Linked DNA regions of Capra hircus: region 1 is linked to region 2. The links are chromatin contacts, called in public Hi-C maps. All regions are on one chromosome and are shown on one strand. Each heading gives the region's core, a stretch centred on a gene start, on an enhancer-like site or on the middle of the called end of the contact. The rest is flanking DNA. Distances are from core to core; before and after follow the strand shown. Region 1 overlaps B4GALT1 (beta-1,4-galactosyltransferase 1). Region 2 holds the start of SMU1 (WD40 repeat-containing protein SMU1).

Region 1 (6,018 bases), core at 1,162-3,661, 71 kb after region 2:
AACCAGAATTCCGAATCCTTGCTCCAGAGGCCCTTGAACACCCCACACTCCTGCCACTCTTCAGACCACAAGCACCTTTTTCTGCACCTCTCCCCTTCTGCTTCCTTGCTCTGGGCTCTCAGTCTAGCTTCCTAGGCCTGCCCTTGTCCACACACTCCAGCTGCATGGCCTTCTCTCTCTTTTATCATTTTCCCTGCACCGTGCCTCAACTTCCTGTCCTCTTCTGCCCTGCTGGGGACGGCCTGCCACAGCTGAGACTTTGGTTATGGCACCCTCCCTGTATGAGAGCAACTAGAGATGACAACAGGCAGCAGACCCCTGCCCTTCCCAACCAGGGAGACTGTTCAACATGCTGAGAGACCTTCGTTTTGACTCCAACCCTGGCCCAGACCGCCCATCCGGCTCCCTGCACCTTCTCAGTGCCCTGGGAGCACCTGTGCTTCGTCTTATCTTTGTCAGGGTCTGTCCACTGCTGAGGGATGCCCCCGGGGTGGGGCCCAGCCTTTGTTCACGTCTATCTCCTGTGCTTCACAGAGCGTATTTGCTGAATAAGCAAAGGAGTCCCCACTCATCCTCTTCTTGGGCAGGGGGCCTCCTGCCTTTGGGGTTAAGTACTCAAGGCTGCCCATTCTGAGACAGGCAGGGACCCTGCCATGCCACCTAAGGTGCTCATTTGAATGCCAAGAGCTACCCAACATCTCCACGCCAGTGTCCGAGCCTTCTATAACACAATACCAGTTACCCTGGGTCCGCCCTAACTGGCAGTCCTTTCCTGTTTTTTCAAGCAGACAGTATCCTGAAACACAACGGCAGAGCTGCCATTTCAGGAAGTCAAAGGCAAAAGGACGGTATGCAAAACAGGAGGAAACTTTTAAAGAAATGTTTAAAGGCATTTTCAGAACGCAACCTGTCATGAGGTCAGGCAGTCACTGAATCTTCTGCCAGGGTGCCTCCCCGTGACCTGGAGACCCATGTGGTGGGGCAGGAAGGAGCCTGACCTCACACCCTGGTGGTCACACTGGTCTGACACAACCCTGCCCTTCCCTCAGTGCAGCCTCCCCTTCGATAGCCGGGCTCTGTGCCAAATGACCCTGGGCAAAGTCCCAAATCCAAAGTGTGCCTCAGAAGGAGAATTTAGCTCCAGAGAGGACATTCAAAGTCGACTGACTTCAAAGCAGACACCTTGCAAAGAGCCTGAGTGCCAAGCTCTGCTGGTCTCCGAGGCTTCTCCTGACAGGACTTTGTGGGAACCTATAGATTCTCGTTTCCTGGCCCCTCTCAGATCTCAGGACCCTCTGGAGAGGGGAGGTGGGAGAGCTGCGCTGGTTCACTAGTTTGTTCCCACACCTCTTGCAGACACAGTCCTATCTCAGTCATGTCACCGGAACTGGGTTAGCTAACTGGTGCTCACCCAGCACCATCACCCCAGGGCCACTAGGCCCGTAAGCCCAGTCCAGGGACTTGGCTGCTAAGGAGACAGATGGAGATATTACTGAGGAAGTGGACTCCTAGGACATCACGCCCACCACAGAGTCATCCTGCAGCCTGGCCCCTTGCCCCCACCCCAGGCACTTACTTCCTTGCACCTAGTTTTTAATCAGAGTTCTAGACACAGCCTTTATTCAGCAGTAAGTGGTACACATCTGCCACCACTAAGCAAACTTGAAATTCTCAACGAGTCTATCCTTTAGTAAGAATAGTTTAAAAACCAAGCCCTTTTCAAAAAGTGTTCATCCCCTTTTCTTCCTTTTCAAAAAACTCTACTTTGGAAACAATCCAAAAAGTATGTAAAGTTTTATGCATGAGCCTCACCAAACCACTAAGAAAAAACTGTATGTGTTCAGCAACAGTTGAAAAATAAAAGTTATACCCTTTGTTGTTTTTAAAGGTATAGGACCAAGCCCGTGATGTTAAGTGAAAAAATCCTGGCCATCAGGCTATCTAGATCTATCTATACCAATCTATCTGTCCATTTGTAAAAATTTATCAGCTAAATTTTTAAACATGTACAAGACAAACTTTGCCAACATGCCTGGTCTAGGTACAGGAATATACATGTGCTTTTCAACCTCTTTTAACTTCTCAAATATTTTTCAATGAGCCTGCATTACCTTTCACAAAAAAGAGGAAAAAAGATTACTCGCTCTTCAAAGAGAAAAAACAGGCAAAGCCAAGACCCACGGCCCTGGCCTCTGGTATCCTAGTGAGACAAATTCTCCTCCTCTCTCTCTCTCTGAGCTTTGTGAGGGGTTTGGAGAGGCGCAGGGGGAAAGAGAAGCAGCTACGTTACACACCCAGACCAGACATTAAAATCCCTGCCAAAGAATTCAGCAACAGCCAATAATACAGCCCCTAGCCTGCATTTGTACAGGGAAGGGGCGGGCAGGGCCAGGCTGAAAAGTGGAACCTGAAACACTCAGCGTGTGACTCAGCCCTTCTGCCTCCTAAGGACGAATCCCTTTAGGCCACGTTCACCCAGAACCAGCTTCTTGCCAGGCCCTGTCCCCTGTCCTTCAGGCCACCACGACCTTCCAACTTGGAGGTCTGGCCTTTAGAACATGATCAAAGATCTCTCTCCTTGGCCAGTGACTGCGCAGGCCCAGGTAAACAGAGAGGCCCCACAACGGAGGCTTTTGCAATCACAGCCACGGTCCCTCACCAAGTTAAGGGACAGGTGGAACCCTGTGGATGTCACCGAATCCAATTTGCACGCCCTGTTAGCTCCTCAGATGTCAGGGTCTGGCTTACAGTGATCTCATCACCTGGCCCACATGGGCAGTGCTAGAGGCAAAGGTAAAAAGATCCTCGAGGGAGTTAGCTCTAGGGAGAACCACTGTCCTAAAACAACTGGAATGCTGCTTAACCAGATAAGAAGAATTGCAATTGCCAGGTGGATGCGGCTTCAAGCAGAATTTCCATCTCCACTTCATGAACGCTGATCAGGAAGTCAGGCACAGGAGGCAAGGTGGAAGGGGGTCAGTGAAGAAATCACCAGGTCTGACTTGACCACAGGATGCCTGGGCCCCCTTCACACACTGGCCAGAGCCCAGCTGAGCCTGAAGGGGATGAGACTCCTGGCCCTGCCCCCAGGATCCAGAGGGTCCCCAGGCTGGAATCCACGGAAGATCCGGGATTAACTGTTTTGTCTTCCCCAAACCATAAATTTGTCTAGTCCCAGCCTGGAAACCCCTACTCTGCTGCTAATCAAAGACCATAATATCCAACCATACGGCCACTGATGTATCATTATAGTCATTATAAAGCAGCAAGTTAAAGATTACGGAGCAGAGCTAATGCAAGGCTTCAGAAATTAGAGGAACATTTTCACACAATCAGATAAAACCAGGACTGGAAAACTTTGGTCCCAGCTCTGGGTTTCTGAATAAGAGAAAGAAAGAAGAAAGGAAGGAAGGAAAGGAGATGGACAGGGAGGCAGAAAGACTGAAATGCTTGGACACACTGTGGCTTCCCTAAGTGATATCAGTATGGTTTAATTATGCCTCCTCTGCCTAAAGGGGCTTTTCAGGCGGCTCCACGATAAAGAATCTGCCTGCAATGCATGAGATATAAGAGACGCGGGTTCAATCCCTAGGTTGCTAAGATCCCCTGGAGGACGGCAAGGCAACCCACTCCAGTATTGTTGCCTGGAGAATCCCAAGGACAGAGGAACCTAGAGGGCTACGACCCATAGGGTCACAAAGTGTTGGACACAACTGAAGTGATTTAGCACATGTACCTCTGCCTAAATTGTGAGTTCCAAAAGAGGAGGCATTTTGTCGTCTCACTCTCCATAGCTCTAGCACTCGGCCTAGGAACAGGCACACTGGTCAAATCCAGACAAACTGTTACCATATCAGACCTCTCAGATGGACCCACCTGTAAACCTAGCAGGGATCTTCCCAAACTCAAGGCCACATTAAGCTGCCCTGAGCCTCTGTACTAAGGGTCTACTGGGCAATAACTTTTAAGGAAAAGCATTAGACTGGGAAGCAGGATATCACTTTTTCTAGCCCCAGCTGGCTACTGCCTGACTCAGTGGCCTAAGGCAAGATCCTTCCCCCTTTAGCACAGGGCATGACAGGGGTCGGGAAACTGGAGACCCATCCTGGGATGCTGTGGTTCCAGGATGCCTCAGTTTGAGTCCCATCTTATGCCTGGCTCGGGCACCCTGTAATCCATGGAACTTTCACCCGGTTCATCAGGTGGAGGCACCCATGTGCTTTCTTAGAATCTGGGTCAAATTATAACAGGCAGGATATACTTCTGCGACCATCAGGCTGCGTGGAAAATAGTGAGCCAAAAAGTCATGGAGGGTATTTCTCCTTTTCAGACTGTCAAACAAGAAAGCAAGTCTATGCGTATGTTAGGAAATTATTTTCCCCAGGAAAAGCAACAGGACAAAACTGGTTTAAAAGACTGTTACCGAACCTCCCAAAGCTTAAAGGTCTGGACACAGGGGAAGTTCCAGGTGCCTCCCCAGGCCCCAGGATGAGGCTCCACCCCAAGCTAGAAGGTTACGAGGCTCCAGGACTCATCCCCAAAGGAGAGAGACAGCCCTTTCCCGAGCGGAGGCCACATGTCCTCTAGATACACTATGTCCCATGTGTGATGATGGGAGAGTCAGGGGAGTGGGAACTGTGCTGCTGGGGAAACACCTGGGAGCTAAGAGCTAGGGAGATGCCCAGCACGTGCTCTGTTCTGCCAAGGGCACAGACCATGGCAGAGGCTTGGCTGACAGCCCTCATGAAACCTGGGAAAGAGGGCTCATGGACAAGTGTTCTCTCAGGGCCCTGGCAACCTGCAGCTGCTGGCTGGCCCGGGCGCCCACACCTCTCTGGCGCCCACCTCTAGATCAGAGTCTTCATCTGAACATACGAAGAGGATCTCGTCAAAGGGGAGCTGGGCAAGCAGGGCCTCAAGTTTGGGCAGTCCTATACTCATACCCTCCTGCACTACCCCAAGGGCTAAAACCAGCTGTCCAGGTCAGGCTGGCCTCCCCTAACCAGTCCTACCTGAGCCACTGCCCACCCCTCAGCCAGCCCCTCTCTGGGCGGGCAGTGCCAGTCAAGTATGTTGTGCTGCCGCCAAATCCAAGCAGAAATAAACATTCCCAGAAAAGTAACTCAGCGCAAGGCTGCTACTCCCCCCAGGCTGACTACATCTCAGGCAAACACCTAGGCAGCCAGAAAAGGGAGCCTTAATGCCATACTCAGTGAGATGCTGCACAGCCAGGCCAAGGGCCTGGACTCCCTGGGAGGACTCCCTGGGAACTTGCAGGAATCCTTAGCAAAGACCCACCTCTCCCCTATAGGTCTCATTCCCGAAAGCCTCACTTCAACCTAGCAGGGATCTGGGGACAGGGCCTACTCTGGCTCCAAACACTGCAACCTGCCCTGACGTACAGGGTAGACAGAAGCAGGACTCCAACTCTGAAGTGTACTGAAGTCTGGCTGCTGCTGCTGCTGCTGCTGCTGCTGCTAAGTCACATCAGTCGTGTCCAACCCTGTGCGACCCCATAGACGGCAGCCCACCAAGCTCCTCTGTCCCTGGGATTCTCCAGGCAAGAACACTGGAGTGGGTTGCCATCTCCTTCTCCAATGCATGAAAATGAAAAGTGAAAGTGAAGTCGCTCAGTTGTGTCCAACTCTTCGTGACCCCATGGACTGTAGCCTACCAGGCTCCTCCGTCCATGGGATTTCCCAGGCAAGAGTACTGGAGTGGCGTGCAAAGTCTGGCTGAGTCTCTAACAACCCAGGACAGATTGAACAGGGACCTGTGAGCAGCCCAGCCTGGTGCCTGGCTCCAGCAGGAAGGGCATGCCCATCACCCATCACCCACCAGCCAGGAGAGAGCCAAGCATCAGGCACAGACCCTTGGATGCCCGAGAGCAGAGCCCAGTTGTTCAAAGGAACTGCAAGTAGTGAAAAGGCCACAGCTTCAAACCCCGAGGGTGCTTTCTCCCAATGACCTCAAAACCACCATGCTAGGCCTTTAGCTGACACCTGCCCAGCTGAACAG
Region 2 (6,103 bases), core at 1,385-3,884:
CATTATTACCAAAATTTCAGGACAAGTGAAATAAAAACATGTGAATACACTTTCCCAAGGGAAAGAGGACCCAGACAATCTCCAAATACTGAGAGAACAAGCAACAATTTTCAGCATATGACAGAAAACTTACAAGTTAAATATATATTCAATTAAAACTTCTCGATCTCTGGCTTAGTATTAAGGAGTCTGGTGAATAATTTCTCATATAGACAGTAAAAATTCATGTACATTGCTATACTACAGTTCTTCTCTTGCCTTTGAAGTACACATATGGCTCATGCATACTTCTACCGGACAGCATGAGTATCAGGGGTCACACTGTCCAGACTGGAAGAGATTTCAAATTGGAATTTAGTCTATTCTCTTTCCCAGGAGAGAAACAATAATCAAAAAACAATGACCAATGTTTACTTGGCCAGTGTTCACAATATATCAGGTACTGTTCTAAGCATTTCCGACTCAGCTACTCCTCAAAACAACCCTATGAGGATGGCATTTACTCTTAGGTCCATTTTACAGATGAGGATTTGGCCAGGAAACAGAGCTAAGTGGAAAAAGGAAGATTCAAACGGGCAGTGTGGCATGTGAGCATATTTTGTTGTTGTCAGTCACTCGGTCGTGTCTGACGCTGTGAACCCGTGGACTGCAGCACACCAGGCTTCCCTGTCTTTCACCTTCTCCTGGAGCTTGCCAAACTCATGCCCATTGAGTCAGTGATGCCATCCAACCACCTTGCCCTCTCTCATCCCTTCCACCTCCTGCCTTCAATCCTTCTCAGCACCAGAGTCTTTTCTAATGAGTCAGCTCTTTCCATAGGTGGCCAAAGTATTGGAGCTGCAGCATCAGTCCTTCCAATAGCCCGGATAGGAGAGCAAACCCCCTCTTCTTAAAAACAGTTCTTGCAGAAGGGAACTGAATACTGCTACTCACAGTGGTCTTTTCTTTCATGGGCCCGTTAAGAGACCCCAGCTTGGATCCCTGCCGTTCTAGCACCACACTGTTCCCAACAGCACACTTCCATTTATACTCCGCAAATGAGACACCATGCTTGCAAAGAACTCGTATTTTCTAGAGCCAAAATCAAATTCACTTTCTTCTTTGTGTAATACATAAGAGTTAAAAGTTTTGGAGATTTGAATCAGAGATTGGGACTTGAATCAGAGCTCTGCACTTACTGTGACTTTGGACAAGTCAGTTAACGTCTCTTTGCCTATTTCCTCATCTGTTAATAAAAATACCTACTCTGTAGGGTATACAGATCAGTCTGTAGGGTATACAGATCAGTCTGTAGGGCTGATCAAAGAGAAGATGACACTGCTTACAGCGTGACTAACAGAGAAAATACTTAATAAACACAGCAATTACTGATAATAAAAAACATGCAGCAGCTCAGGGCTGGGAGAATGATCTGTTCCCATTTTTGATTCAGGGTCTGAAGTATGGAATGCTTTCCAACTCCTGCCAACTCCTAGCTGTCTTCATCGCCAGCACTCTCCATCATCCTTCGTTTTACTTTTCTCCACAACACTTACCACCATCTGTAAGCCTATTTTACTTACTGCTGTTTTCCTTCCTTTCTGTAAGGGCAAGGACTTTGGTCTGCCTCATTCACTACCATATTCCCAGGGCTAGAGCAGGTACACAACAGACTTCAATATTTTCTGAATGAATAAACCTCCCTTCCTCCTATGGCAGATCCCTCCCTTACACTCATGACGCAAATGTAAAATCTGCCGATTTAATTATTAAGCGTTGGCAAGAGCAAGTAGAGGATGGAGTCCTGGAAAAGTTCACTGAACACTTTCTTCAGTCACTCATTAGTACCCCTCTCCCCCAAATCTATCATTCTCCTGGCCCAATTTCCACATTCTGTCCCTCCCTTGCGGCTACACAAAGCTCACGGGCCAACCAAAATTCAGCGCCACACGGAACCTGATAAAAAAAGCAGCTTTCATTCCAAAGACAATTACTGAGCCTCTACGATGTACTAGGAACTGAGACTGTGATGAAAAGCAGCCCCTAGGCGCCGACATAGGCTAGAAGGGTGGGCAAACGGTGACAATACCAGATTAAGAGCTAGGCAGAAAAAAACAGAGGGCCGTGTAAGCACAGGGGAGGAAACAAACCACCGTGCTCAATGGGGGCAGGAAGAGAGGGAAGGCTAAGAGTGCAGCCCCCTTGTGCAGATGAGACCGGAGTCCTGACTGGATGGCTAATCTGTTCAGTCCCAGGGCGCATCAGGAGTCGGCGAGGGCTAGAACTCAGGTTTTGCAGGCACGTCCTACCCCTAGCCCCGCGCCGCCTTCCACCAGGCTTTGGGCTTTCCGTTCGCTACTTTCTTGCGGGCCCGCCCCTGAAGCAGTCAGATCCCAAAAGCTTCTTTGTGGGGAAGTAAATACCCCTCCACTCCCAACCTCTGGGACGCCTCCCTCGAGCAGCTTCTACCCCTCAACTCATCGACTCCCGGCCCGGCCACTTCGCGAACATCCGACACCACGAGACTCACTCGGAGGACTCGATTTCGATCGACATAGCGCTGTCTTTCCGGGCGCAGGCTCCACTCCACTCTCAGGCCCAGCCGCGCAACGCACCAACGCCACCTCCGGCGACTCACGTACGTCACTTCCGCTCGACGTCGAGCCCCCTCGCTCCGGAGACGGTGTGTACGGAAGAGGAGCCAGGACTACGTGTGGGGCGGGGCAGTGCTGGGCGGGGCTTGCACGCAGGGCTGTGCAGGGCGGAGCTTCGAGGGCGTTTCAGAAGTCTGAACCTAAGTGCCTGGTCCAGAGAATTCTTAATTCTCTCTAAAGAAAGAGTCGTTCTTAAAGGACTGGTTTCTAAATGTTGCCTTTAAAATTTTTAGTTAGTTTAGATTTAAAGATAGGGCTGACAGACATAGAGAACAGACTTGTGGACAGAGTGGGGGAAGGAGAGGGTGGGATGAATTGAGAGTACAGGAGAATCATGTATATTACCATAAACAAAATAGATAGCTAGTGGGAATTTGCTGTATGACTCAGGGAGCTCAACCCAGTGCTCTGTGACAACCTAGATGGGTGGGATGGGGTGGGAAGTCGGAGGGAGATTCAAGAGGGAGGGGACGTATGTATCAGTTCAGTTCAGTTGCTCAGTCGTATCTGACTCTGCAACCCCATGGACTGCTGCATGCCAGGCTTCCTTGTCCATCACCAATTTCCAGAGCTTGCTCAAACTCATGTCCATCAAGTCGGTGATGCCATCCAACCATCTCATCCTCTGTCGTCCGCTTCTTCTCTGCCTTCAATCTCAAGACCAGCCTCAAGAACTTCTCTAGTGAGTCAGTTCTTCACAACAGGTGGCCAAAGTATTGGAGCTTCAGCCTCAGCATCAATCCTTCTAATGAATATTAAGGACCGATTTCCTCTAGGATTGACTGGTTTGATCTTGCAGACCAAGGGACTCTCAAGAGTCTTCAACACCGCAGTTCAAAAGCATCAATCCTGAATTATATTCGCAGCCACCACCGCGCCGCCGTCGCTCTCCAACGCCAGCGCCTCTTCTAGCTCGCGGAGCTCCAGCCGAAGGAGAAGGTGGGTAAGTAAGGAGGTCTCTATACCGTGGCTCGTACAAAGCAGACTACCGGCAAATCGACCAGTGGTAAAGCACCGAGGAAGCAACTTGCTACAAAAGCCGCTCTCAAGAGTGCGCCCTCTACTGGAGACGTGAATGAACCACATCGTTACAGACTTGGTACTGGGACACTCCGTGAAATTAGACGTTATCAGAAGTCCACTGAACTTCTGATTAGCAAACTTCCCTTCCAGCGTCTGGTGCGGGAAATTGCTCAGGACTTCAAAACAGATCTGCGCTACCAGAGTGCAGCTATTGGTGCTTGACAGCAGGCAAGTGAGGCCTATCTGGTTGGCCTTTTTGAAGACACCAACCTGTGTGCTATCCATGCCAAACGTGTAACAATTACGCCAAAAGACATCCAGCTAGCATGCCGCATACGTGGAGAACGTGCTTAAGAATCCACTATGACGGGAAACATTTCATTCTTTAAAAAAAAAAAATTCTCTTCTTCCTGTTATTGGTAGTTCTGAACGTTAGATATTTTTTTCCCATGGGGTCAAAAGGTACCTAAGTATATGATTGCAAGTGGAAAATAGGGGACAGAAATCAGGTATTGGCAGTTTTTCCATTTTCATTTGTGTGAGAATTTTTAACATAAATGCGGGAATATAAAGCCTTAATGAAAGTCAAAATGTTTCAGTGAACAAGTTTCGGCAGTTCAACTTTATAACAATTATAAATAAACCTGCTAAATTTTTCTGGATAATGCCAGCATTTGGATTTTTTTAAAACAAGAAAATTTCTTATTGACTGCAACTAAATGGTGTTTGTAGCATTTTTATCATACAGTAGATTCCATCCATTCACTATACTTTTCTGAGTTGTCCTGTGTGCAAGTACATGTTTTTAATGCTGTCTGTCTTCTGTGCTGTTCCCATAAGTTTGCTATTAAAATACATTTAACTATATATATGTAAAAGGCATCAATTCTTTGGCACTCAGCTTTCTTTATGGTACAACTCTCACATCTGTACATGACTACTGGAAAAACCATAGCCTTGACTAGAATGACCTTTGTCAGCACAGTAATGTCTCTGCTTTTTAATAGGCTGTCTAGATTTGTGATAGCTTTTCTTCCAAGGAGCAAGGGTCTTTTAATTTCATGGCTGCGGTCAACATCTGCAGTGATTTTGGAGCACAAGAAAATAAAGTCTGTCACTGTTTCCATTGTTTCCCCATATATTTGCCTTGAAGTGATGGGACCAGATGCCATGATCTTCGTTTTCTGAATATTGAGCTTTAAGCCAGCTTTTTCGCTCTCCTCTTTCACTTTCATCAAGAGGCTCTTTAGTTCTTCTTCGCTTTCTGCCATGAGGGTGCTGTCATCTACATATCTGAGGTTATCGATATTTCTCCCAGCAATCTTGATTCCAGTTTGTGTTTCATCCAGCCCAGCGTTTCTCATGATGTACTATGCATATAAGTTAAAATAAGCAGGGTGACAATATACAGCCTTGACATACTCCTTTTCCTATTTGGAACCAGTCTGTTGTCCCATGTCCAGTTCTAACTGTTGCTTCCTGACCTGCATACAGATTTCTCAAGAGGCAGGTCAGGTGGTCTGGTATTCCCATCTCTTTCAGGATTTTTCAGTTTGCTGTGATCCACACAGTCAAAGGCTTTGGCATAGTCAATAAAGCAGAAATAGATGTTTTTCTGGAACTCTCTTGCTTTTTGATGATCCAACGGATGTTGTCAATTTGATCTCTGGTTCCTCTGCCTTTTCTAAATTCAGCTTGAACATCTGGAAGTTCTTGATTCATGTACTGTTGATGCCTAGGTTGGAGGATTTTGAGCCTTACTTTGCTAGTGTGTGAGATGAGTGCTATTGCGCAGTAGTTTGAACATTCCTTAGCATTGCCATTCTTTGGGATTGGAATGAAAATTGACTTTTTCCAGTCCTATGGCCACTGCTGAGTTTTCCAAATTTGCTGGCATATTGAGTGCAGCACTTTCACAGCATCATCTTTTAGGATTTGAAATAGCTCAACTGGAATTCCTATGTATACCTATGGAATTCATATGTGTACCTATGGCTGATTCCTGTTCATGTATGACAGAAACCAACACAATGTTGTAAAGTAATTATACTCCAATTAAAACTAAATAAATTAATAAAAGATAGGGCTAATTAATACATTGCAAACCAGGCGATATTTGCAGGAAAAGTTTGTTGAGTTTAAATAAATGAAAGATTTTGAAGCCAAAACACAGTTTAATTAATCTAATTAGGAAAAGTTTGAGACTCAGGATTTGCATACTCATTTCTTGGAAAGACCTAAATTATTTGTAGCCTGTTTTTCCAACTAAGCATTTAGTTGAAAATGGTTTCACAGCAGTGGTACAATTAGTGGAAAAAGAATGAAACCAGATGCAAATCTGTAAAGGGAGATTTGAGACTTCTTTTAATAGACTTGAAACCATACACCCATTAAATTAGTAGAGTCAAATGAAATGTAGATATATCAATGAATTTCATATAAATTAC

What was found. Hi-C and Micro-C count contacts between places; a contact is called where the count stands out from the background.
Region 1: a Hi-C map of blood shows a contact between it and region 2, with 1.9 times the contacts expected there. The contact joins the enhancer-like site here to the promoter of SMU1 in region 2. A contact is called at or near these places in 2 of 5 Hi-C or Micro-C datasets (both in blood).

The regions. Positions count from the first base shown.
Region 1 is chr8:74,702,965-74,708,982 of ARS1.2, forward strand. The region is part of intron 1 of B4GALT1 (beta-1,4-galactosyltransferase 1); the gene reads right to left. Among named protein-coding and RNA genes, the nearest start is that of B4GALT1, 5.8 kb to the right of the region's middle. Within about 2 kb of position 2,412, at least 4 of the 5 cell types and tissues checked have an H3K27ac peak or open chromatin away from gene starts, as enhancers often do.
Region 2 is chr8:74,631,494-74,637,596 of ARS1.2, forward strand. SMU1 (WD40 repeat-containing protein SMU1) reads right to left here and starts at 2,635. Exons shown (of 12, transcript XM_005684052.3): 1 at 2,510-2,635. The coding sequence starts at 2,535.